2 separate regions of the Rattus norvegicus genome follow, and region 1 is linked to region 2. A link is a contact called in public Hi-C data. All regions are on one chromosome and are shown on one strand. The core of a region is the stretch at or near the end of the contact, and the rest is flanking DNA. Distances in the headings are between cores, read along the strand shown.

What was found. Hi-C and Micro-C count contacts between places; a contact is called where the count stands out from the background.
Region 1: a Hi-C map of Schwann cells shows a contact between it and region 2, with 3 times the contacts expected there. The contact joins two enhancer-like sites. A contact is called at or near these places in 11 of 12 Hi-C or Micro-C datasets (the A7r5 cell line, the Rat2 cell line, Schwann cells and 6 more).

Annotation. Positions count from the first base shown.
Region 1 is chr16:30,471,801-30,475,916 of GRCr8, forward strand. It overlaps Tll1 (tolloid-like 1), which reads left to right. Exons shown (of 21, transcript NM_001106081.2): 20 at 1,270-1,520; 21 at 2,887-4,086. The coding sequence ends at 3,021. Among named protein-coding and RNA genes, the nearest start is that of Tll1, 200 kb to the left of the region's middle. Within about 2 kb of position 2,796, at least 1 of the 93 cell types and tissues checked has an H3K27ac peak or open chromatin away from gene starts, as enhancers often do. A contact at or near this core is called in Schwann cells, where this site is marked.
Region 2 is chr16:29,953,780-29,958,011 of GRCr8, forward strand. No RefSeq gene overlaps it. Among named protein-coding and RNA genes, the nearest start is that of Cpe, 160 kb to the left of the region's middle. Within about 2 kb of position 2,407, at least 6 of the 93 cell types and tissues checked have an H3K27ac peak or open chromatin away from gene starts, as enhancers often do. A contact at or near this core is called in Schwann cells, where this site is marked.

The DNA.
Region 1 (4,116 bases), core at 1,546-4,045, 520 kb after region 2:
AGACAGTGAGCCTGTCAGGTTTGCTGACCACATAGGTATTCTGGCTTAATCAGTCAAACTGATGAAATACAGGCTCAATGGACAACGCTGTCTTTAAAAAAAATAAGTCATAGAATGGTTGAGAAAATCACCTAGTTTGTACCTCTGACTTCCACAGTGTGGGTGGGCACACATGCATCTTCTCACTTATACAAACAAGGTGAGTGAAATAACCACCACCCCAAGCAGAGTGCAGTTTCACCAACACAAGTCTGAAAAGCCCTCAGTAGGTGTCTGCTGTCCAGTCATCAACACTGTGGGTTATCTTATGACCAATGGTGACATTGCTATGAGTGTTTTCTCATACACAGTAGTTTAATACCCTACATGTTAGAGCACTGTATTTTCTGGGGGAATCTCCTGGTCTCAGCTTTGAAATTTCTAGTTCTGAGGACTGTCACAGATGCTTGTTAAGTTACTTTAGGCTCCTGATGCTTCTACTTGATCTCTGTCATAGTGAATTGAAGCCTCTGACCATAGTGAACTATTAAAAAGTTTGGGGACCATCCCTTTCTCTGAATTAGAAGAACTAAGACATTCTATCTTCACAGCTTTAGTTCTCTGATATATTTTGTATGGGTGATGATGGCAGTGCACAGAAGTGATATGTATTTCTCTAAAAACACTGAAAAATTGTATTATATCAAATACACCAATTTTACCTGGACTGAATCTGTGATGAATTGTGTGTTCTTTTGCTGATTGTGTGAGATGATATTACTACTCAAATAATATTGTTGTATATGTATAATAATGTTGTACAAGTATTATATAAAGTTCTATACAGCAAATATATATATATATGAATTCTAAATTTTCATTATGAAGAGAATGATTTTTGAAACTAAAAACATTATCAGATGTATCTTCCATAGTTCTATTGAGCAAATTATGTGACAGATACTCTTCTGGGTGACTTTTGTGTATTACATTTGAAAACTCACAAAGATTGGTGTCATTAGCACATGTACTTTGTCTTTGGGAAAATAAGGATCAGAGACATGATCTTGAGTGCTCGTAGTCTCATAGTTAGATGTTTAAGCTAGTTTCCTAAGACAGACAGGCTGTATGTGGTATTCCTGCATATACACATGACACTGTCTGAATCTCTATCTCAAACACACACTTAATCCTGGATGTGGAAACAGTGTTAGAGGTTGGGCAGACTCCACTGAAATAGAGCTGGATGGTGCAAGCTCACCAACCTTATTCCTTTCTTCCCTTGAACAGAATGTGGAGGTCGATTGAAAGCAGAGCGGAAGCCCAAAGATCTGTACTCTCATGCTCAGTTTGGTGATAATAATTACCCAGGACAACTGGATTGTGAATGGTTGCTGGTGTCAGAACAAGGCTCTCGGCTTGAATTGTCCTTCCAGACTTTCGAAGTAGAAGAAGAAGCCGACTGTGGCTATGACTATGTTGAAGTCTTTGATGGTCTCAATTCCAAAGCTGTGGGTCTTGGTAGATTCTGTGGCTCAGGGGTAAGTAGGCTACCAACAGGGTCCCATAATCAACTAATGAGAAGCCTATCAGCCAGTGGTTACTCTATATAATATTACAAACTGGAAGGATTTTTGAAATAAAGTCATACTGTATTCTTAATGATGGCTCAATAAAATTAACATGGCTTTCCTATCATCCTATCTGTCCACTTCTGAAGAGTTTGCATTATAATTTGTGTGAGTATATGGACTTAGTTGTTCCGGTCTTATGTCACTTTCCGTATTCTAACTTTTCACTGCGCAGTGACTGTCTAAATGATCAGTAATCCAAAACCAATATATACAAGAACACAACCTTGACAACATTGTTCCCTCTGAAATTAAAGCATAAGAGAAAAAATCCATATCTCTCCAGTTTACATTCAATTTTTTGATGGTTCAGAGGTTAAGAACACTATATACACTTCCAGAGGTTCTGAGTTCAATTACCAGCGACCACATGGTGGTTTACAATCATCTGCAATGGGATCTGATGACCTCTTCTGGTATGCATGTAGAACATTCATATATAATGAGGAGAGAGAGGGGGAGAGAGAAAGGGATGGAGGGAGGGAAGGAGGGAGGAGGGAGTGAGGGGGGAGAGAGAGAGAGAGAGAGAGAGAGAGAGAGAGAGAGAGAGAGAGAGATGATAGATAGATCCTTTTGGTCAGAGTGGCAGGGCCAGCCACTAGTTTAGTTCCAGCAATGCAGAATGCTCCTCCACTGACCTGCATGCAGAGGTACAGTACAGAGATAGGTAGGGGAGAGGCCACATGGGAAACACTCTGGTTTTCTCTAGTTCCCCCAGCACTCACTGCATTCAAATTTAGACTATTCTCCTGTGTATTTTGCTTGACCCCCTGACTCTCTGAGTCTCAACTCTTATCTATAAATTAAATAATAATAATAATATAATAATAATAATAATAATAATAATATCAAACTTCTACCAAAATAACACTTGTAACAAAAGAGCTTCTTGGACTGTTCTAGGCTATTAAACGAGGAAGAAAATGAAGACTTAGATTCCACAAGTGGCTTAGTTCACAATAACCTCTGCATATCTCTTTACTGTTTTGTAATCTCCTTTATTTACATAAAAATGAACAGAAGATGGATTACAGTTTTAAAAAACCCAAATCTTACTGAAATTTCTGGAATTTAGGGGTACATTAAAATGTCTTTAAAATATGAGCTCTTCGGCATGCCAGCTTCCTCTCTAAATCTCATGCTTTCTCAGCTTTGTGAGAGCAGACCAATAGTGCTTGCTAGGTTGCTGGGTGGGTTGAATGATGAGAGCGTGCACACGACATGAAACAATGGCCCATTCTTCTCTCATTTCTGCTTTATTTGCCTTTTCTTTCAGCCACCAGAAGAAATCTATTCCATTGGAGATGTGGCTTTAATTCATTTTCACACAGATGACACTATCAACAAGAAAGGATTTTATATAAGATATAAAAGTATAAGATACCCAGAAACCATGCATGCCGAGAACTAACGCCAACCCTCCCTCAGAACAGAAAGGAATGTGCATATGGAAAGAAGACATTTTTAAAATCGACAATATTAGTACAATTGTTTTATATAATGAATCTGAACAAGAGAAACCTGCAAGATTAAAGATATCTCCAAAGTCAAAGAGAATTTTCCAGAAAACCTGATTGGCATTGCAAGGATGTTTGAAAGTCATGCTTGTTCAAGGAAGATTAACAGCTTGAAATAGATGCCTCACACTTTGGACAATTCACTTCATGGGCTGTGAATCTCTGGAGTGATTTCTTGACTACTTTTTCAAGATCTGGGGATAAAAAATGATCGGACAGATCATAGTTTGGAAACCCACTTCTTGGGTCTCAGCATGTTTGCTTAGACTTTGTAGGTCAGACAGTGTAAACCAAATTCTTGAAGGGTAATGTGGAATAGTGGTCTTTGGAAGGTGATTCGTCATTTAAAAGTAGATGTGTGTTTGTGTATGTTCATTTGTGTGTATGTGTGTGTGTGTGTGTGTGTGTGTGTGTGTGTGTGTGTGTGTTTGGAAACTGGAATATTTCATCTTCATTATTTTCAAGTGCAGGCCAGCTTAACCTGTTCACACAAATGATTTCGTGACCACTTCATTGTATCTATATCTTGAGAAGTTTGAACTATGTATAGTGTCTACAATGCAGTTAATCCCTAGATATCATATTTAATTACTGGATAATACCCAGTTCATTAGTAAACTCATTTTTCTCTGGGGAAGTGCTGAATAGTCACACCAAATCCGAGAAACTCACTATGTCTTATAAACTTTAAGATAAAATTTCAACGAGGTGTGTGCAGCCATCTTCCAAATGACTGCCTGGATGTTTCTTATTCCAGTTACTACTGCTGCTGCTATGGTCTTTCTTTTATTGTTAATGTGTTGATATGTTATTATTTTGGATATTGTTATTGATGTTGTTACTATATTTAAAAATGATGAGATGGAGTGAAAGTAGAGTTTGGGAGAAATTAAATCTATCTCTTTTATTTTTTGTTCTCTTCTTGAAATTCAGTTTCAAAAATACAATATTGGGTGGAAAATGATTTGTTTCTGACATATTTCCTATGG
Region 2 (4,232 bases), core at 1,157-3,656:
TGGAGGGATGTCCTGCTGTGACTGCCTTCATGGGTGGATGTCACTCTGCTGCGCTTTTTGCATGAAATCTATGGACAGAAAGCTCTATCCAATTCCTTCTTGCATTGTTTCAGCTTTGTCATACACAATTTACGGGGGGAAATGAGTTCCAGATGCTTAGTAGAGTTGTTCCAGAACTACCTTCTTTCTGGCTCTTATTGAGCGGGTTGGGATTTGGTGGCTGTATTTATGGTCAACAAATGCTTGCAGTTCATGACTTCGATGTCTTCTTCTTTAGGGTGTGTGTAAACACACACACACACACACACATACATACAGAGACACACAATCACCTTCAGCTATTAAAAATTATTATGAAAATCTTTGGCTTCTTTTTGTAATTAATTTTTAAAAATTTAAAAACTTGCATAAAGACTATGTGGTGCCTTCACACTGGCATACATGTTTTGTTTTGTTTTGTTTTGCTTTTTTTGTGGGGGGTGATGTTTGTCTCTCCTTTCCTCCCCTGTTGCTTTCTCCTTTCCTCGTGTATCTTCTCTCTCCAGTAGTTTCCATTCTATTTGCATGTCACATGCATTCTATTCCCCCTTGCTCCTCCCCCTTTCTACAGTCCTTGGGCTTTCTTTTTTTTTCTTACTTCTTTCCAATTGTATGACCTATATCCTGCACATATACTTATGACCCATACACGAATTAAAATATAGTCTTCTCAGTCCAGCACCATTTCTTGGTCTTTTTGTTATTATTTTTTTTTTCCGGAGCTGGGGACCGAACCCAGGGCCTCGCGCTTGCTAGGCAAGCGCTCTACCACTGAGCTAAATCCCCAACCCCCCAGCACCATTTCTTTTCAAACTTGCTTGACAAGTATGCGCAGTCCTGGGTACCATTTTCCCACCCAGCTTGCTGTGGAAGAGAGCTCAGCCCTTAGGAAGGTGAGCAACTTGTTTCCTGTAAACTGCTAAATGGAGTTTTATAATCATTACCAAGTACAATTCCAGCGTGTGAATAGAACATAAGGGACATATTTATTTTAATGTAGATCTTGGCTATTTATGAACATTATGGAGAAACGTATTTCTGTAAACCATGATCACCAGAGAGGTATGTGTTTATCCCTGCAGAGCTGTGGCACCGACTTCAGGGCTAATGGAAGGCGTATGCAGATTGGTGAGTGGCATTCTAATGAGTGATCACAGAGGCCTGGCTTCCCCACCATTTATCTTTCCTCTGGGATTTAAAAATCACTGATCATTTAAATTCCACTAACATTGATCTACTTAGTTTCTTCGATTGCCCATGCACACAGGGTACTGATGGGATAGTATGTAAACTGTATTTTCATTAAATTTATTCTGTCGGCAATAGACCAAGGCAACTTAATGATTCTCAGTTTTTCCTCCTCCACTCAGTGCCATGTGTAGGGACACGGCCTATTTCTCGTTAAGGAGATCTTAGGATTTCCTTTGTGGCGTCCGAGCCAGTCTGGAGCCGGGTGACTCTTGAGAGTTTTGATGGCTTCCCTGGTGTTTTATATCTTCCATCTTCATTCATTCCCATTTTTATTTCAAGCCAATAATCTCACGATTGATGTATATGGTTTGAAAAATTACTTTCACATGTTAGGTTTATGCTACTTCCTATTTTCCCTGTCACTGGAATCACATTAGCCTACTCAATAATATGCCACTATTTAACTCCTTATTGGAAATCTCTTTCCCGTGTTCACTATATATTGGCATAGAAATGAGAGCTGCTGGTTCTGAAAATATTTCACATACTCCTCATTCTTTCCTTAGATCAGATTCGTCTGGGACTAAATTGCATTTAGATAACAGCTAGATAGGGCTTGATAACAGTAAACAATTTATGTATTAGCTAGTATTGTCATTTTTAATATTATCATGATCACCATCATCCCATTCTTCAGTAATTCATTACCTCATTTTACACACACACACACACACACACACACACACACACGGACACTGTTGATAAAAATGTTTCTGTGCTTGACTCATTGCACGGGGATAAGTGCTGTCTTGGATCTTTGGGCATCTTCCCAGAAGTGGAATTTCAGGACAGAAGTTAAGTGCTCACTCCACATTGCTAGTACGTATACTGCTGAGTAATTTCCCACAATAATGACACTAGTTATTCTCCTCCCTAGACTACATTATTGCCGCTCCTTATTTTTACCAGCCCATGGCATTATTTTAGCAAATTTGTGGTAGGAAAGACTATCTCCTTCCTCTGGTTTTAATTTCATTTCTTTGATTAAGAGTGAGGTTGATTCATGAGAGTTGCTTACATATGTTGGATATTAATCCTCACTTGGCCACTGTCATGCTCTGCATATTTATGTTCTCCTAAAATTTATATGTTGTAACTCTTACCCCATACAGTGGTAGCAGGAGCTCCCACTGTAATTTGATTAGGCAGGGTCATGACTGTGGGACTCCTAATGATAGATGTAAACCCTTAGAGAGTGAGGGAAGTGATTGTTTTCTCAACCAAATAACAAGAAGCAACTGTCTACTAACCAGAGGGAAGGGGAGAGAGAGAGAGAGAGAGAGAGAGAGAGAGAGAGAGAGAGAGAGAGAGAGAGAGAGAGATTCCTAAACCTAGAATCTGCCAGCGTCTTGAGCTCAGAATTGTGAGAAATGAATGTTGGGCATTTTCCTGGTCACTGGCATTTTGTCATTCTGTCATAGCAACCCAAGATGACTAACACCATCACTTAAGTTACAATTGTCCTTTTGTAGTTTGTGGCTTGTTTTTATCCTGCCTGTGTTGTTTTTGGATGAAGGGTTCTTAATTTAAATGTGGTTGACTCTATCTAACTTTTCCTTTATGGTTAATGCGGTGGTCAATGTGACTGGGTATATTCAAACTTTTGGTCAATAATTACTCTGGGTGTGTCTGTGAGAGTCTTTCTGGATGATATCAACATTTAAATCCATAGACTGTGAAAGGTCTCCATGAAGCCAGTTGCGGTCATATGGAGTTGAGAGTCTGACCTTCCTTTGAGTAGTCTGTGACTCCTACTACTTGACTACAGTGAGCTGAGACTCTAGTATTTCTGACCTTTGAACTGAACAAAAGCAGGGTATGTTAGCTGGCACTTTCTAGATGTGCATGTGAGGAGATTTATTAGGACATTGTTTCCCATGATCATAGAAGAGGAACAGTTCCTCTTCTCTATAGACCCAGCAACTATGACTCAGAAGTCAGAGCCATCAGTTCAAGGATCAAAGTCCACAAATATTAAGAGGGTGTCTTAGTTAGGGTTACTACTGCTATAATAAAACACCATGACCAAAGCAACTTGGGGTTGGAAAGACTATATTTGACTTATATTTATATATCAGTGTTCATCACTGAAGGAAGTAAAGCTGGAACTCACACAGGGCATGAACCTGAAGACGGAAGCTGACGCAGAGACCATGGAGAGGTGCTGTTTACTGGCTTAGATCTCTACGGCTTTTTCAGTCTGCTTCCTGTGAAACCTAGGACCACCAATGGTGGGATGACACCACCTACAATGGGCTGAGCCCTTTCTCAATCAATCTCTAAGAAAATGCCTTGCAGGTTTTCCTGCAGCCAAATCTTACAGAGGCATTTTTTAAAAATTGAGGTTCCCCGCTCTCAAATGACTTTAGCTTGTGTCAAGTTGACATAAATCTATTTAGCAGAGAAGATCATTGAACAAGCCCCAGCAGCTCATAGTAGAACCTAGAATTTAAGAGAAGTAGCATCAGAAAACATGCTTCCTCATCAAAGAAGAACTGAGCACGGAGAAAGAGGTGGAAGAGAAAAAGGAAGAAGGGAGGGGGAGGAGGAAGAGGAAGAAGAGAGAACTGGAAGAGAGACAAGAGAAAGATGAGAGGAGGAAGAGGAGGAGGAAGAAAGAGAGGAGGAGGAAGAAGAGTAGGAGGAAGAAGAGTAGGAGGAGGAGGAGCTGGGAGGAGGAGGAGGAAGGAGAGGAGGAGGAGTTGGGAGGAGGAGGAATTAGAGGAGGAGGAGGAAGGAGAGGAGGAGGAGGAAGGAGAGGAGGAGGAGGAAGGAGAGGAGGAGGAAGGAGAGGAAGAGGAGGAAGGAGAGGAGGAAGAGGAGGAGTTGGGAGGAGGAGGAGGAAGGAGAGGAGGAGGAGGAAGGAGAGGAGGAGGAGGAAGGAGAGGAGGAGGAAGGAGAGGAGGAGGAGGAAGGAGAGGAGGAGGAGGAAGGAGAGGAGG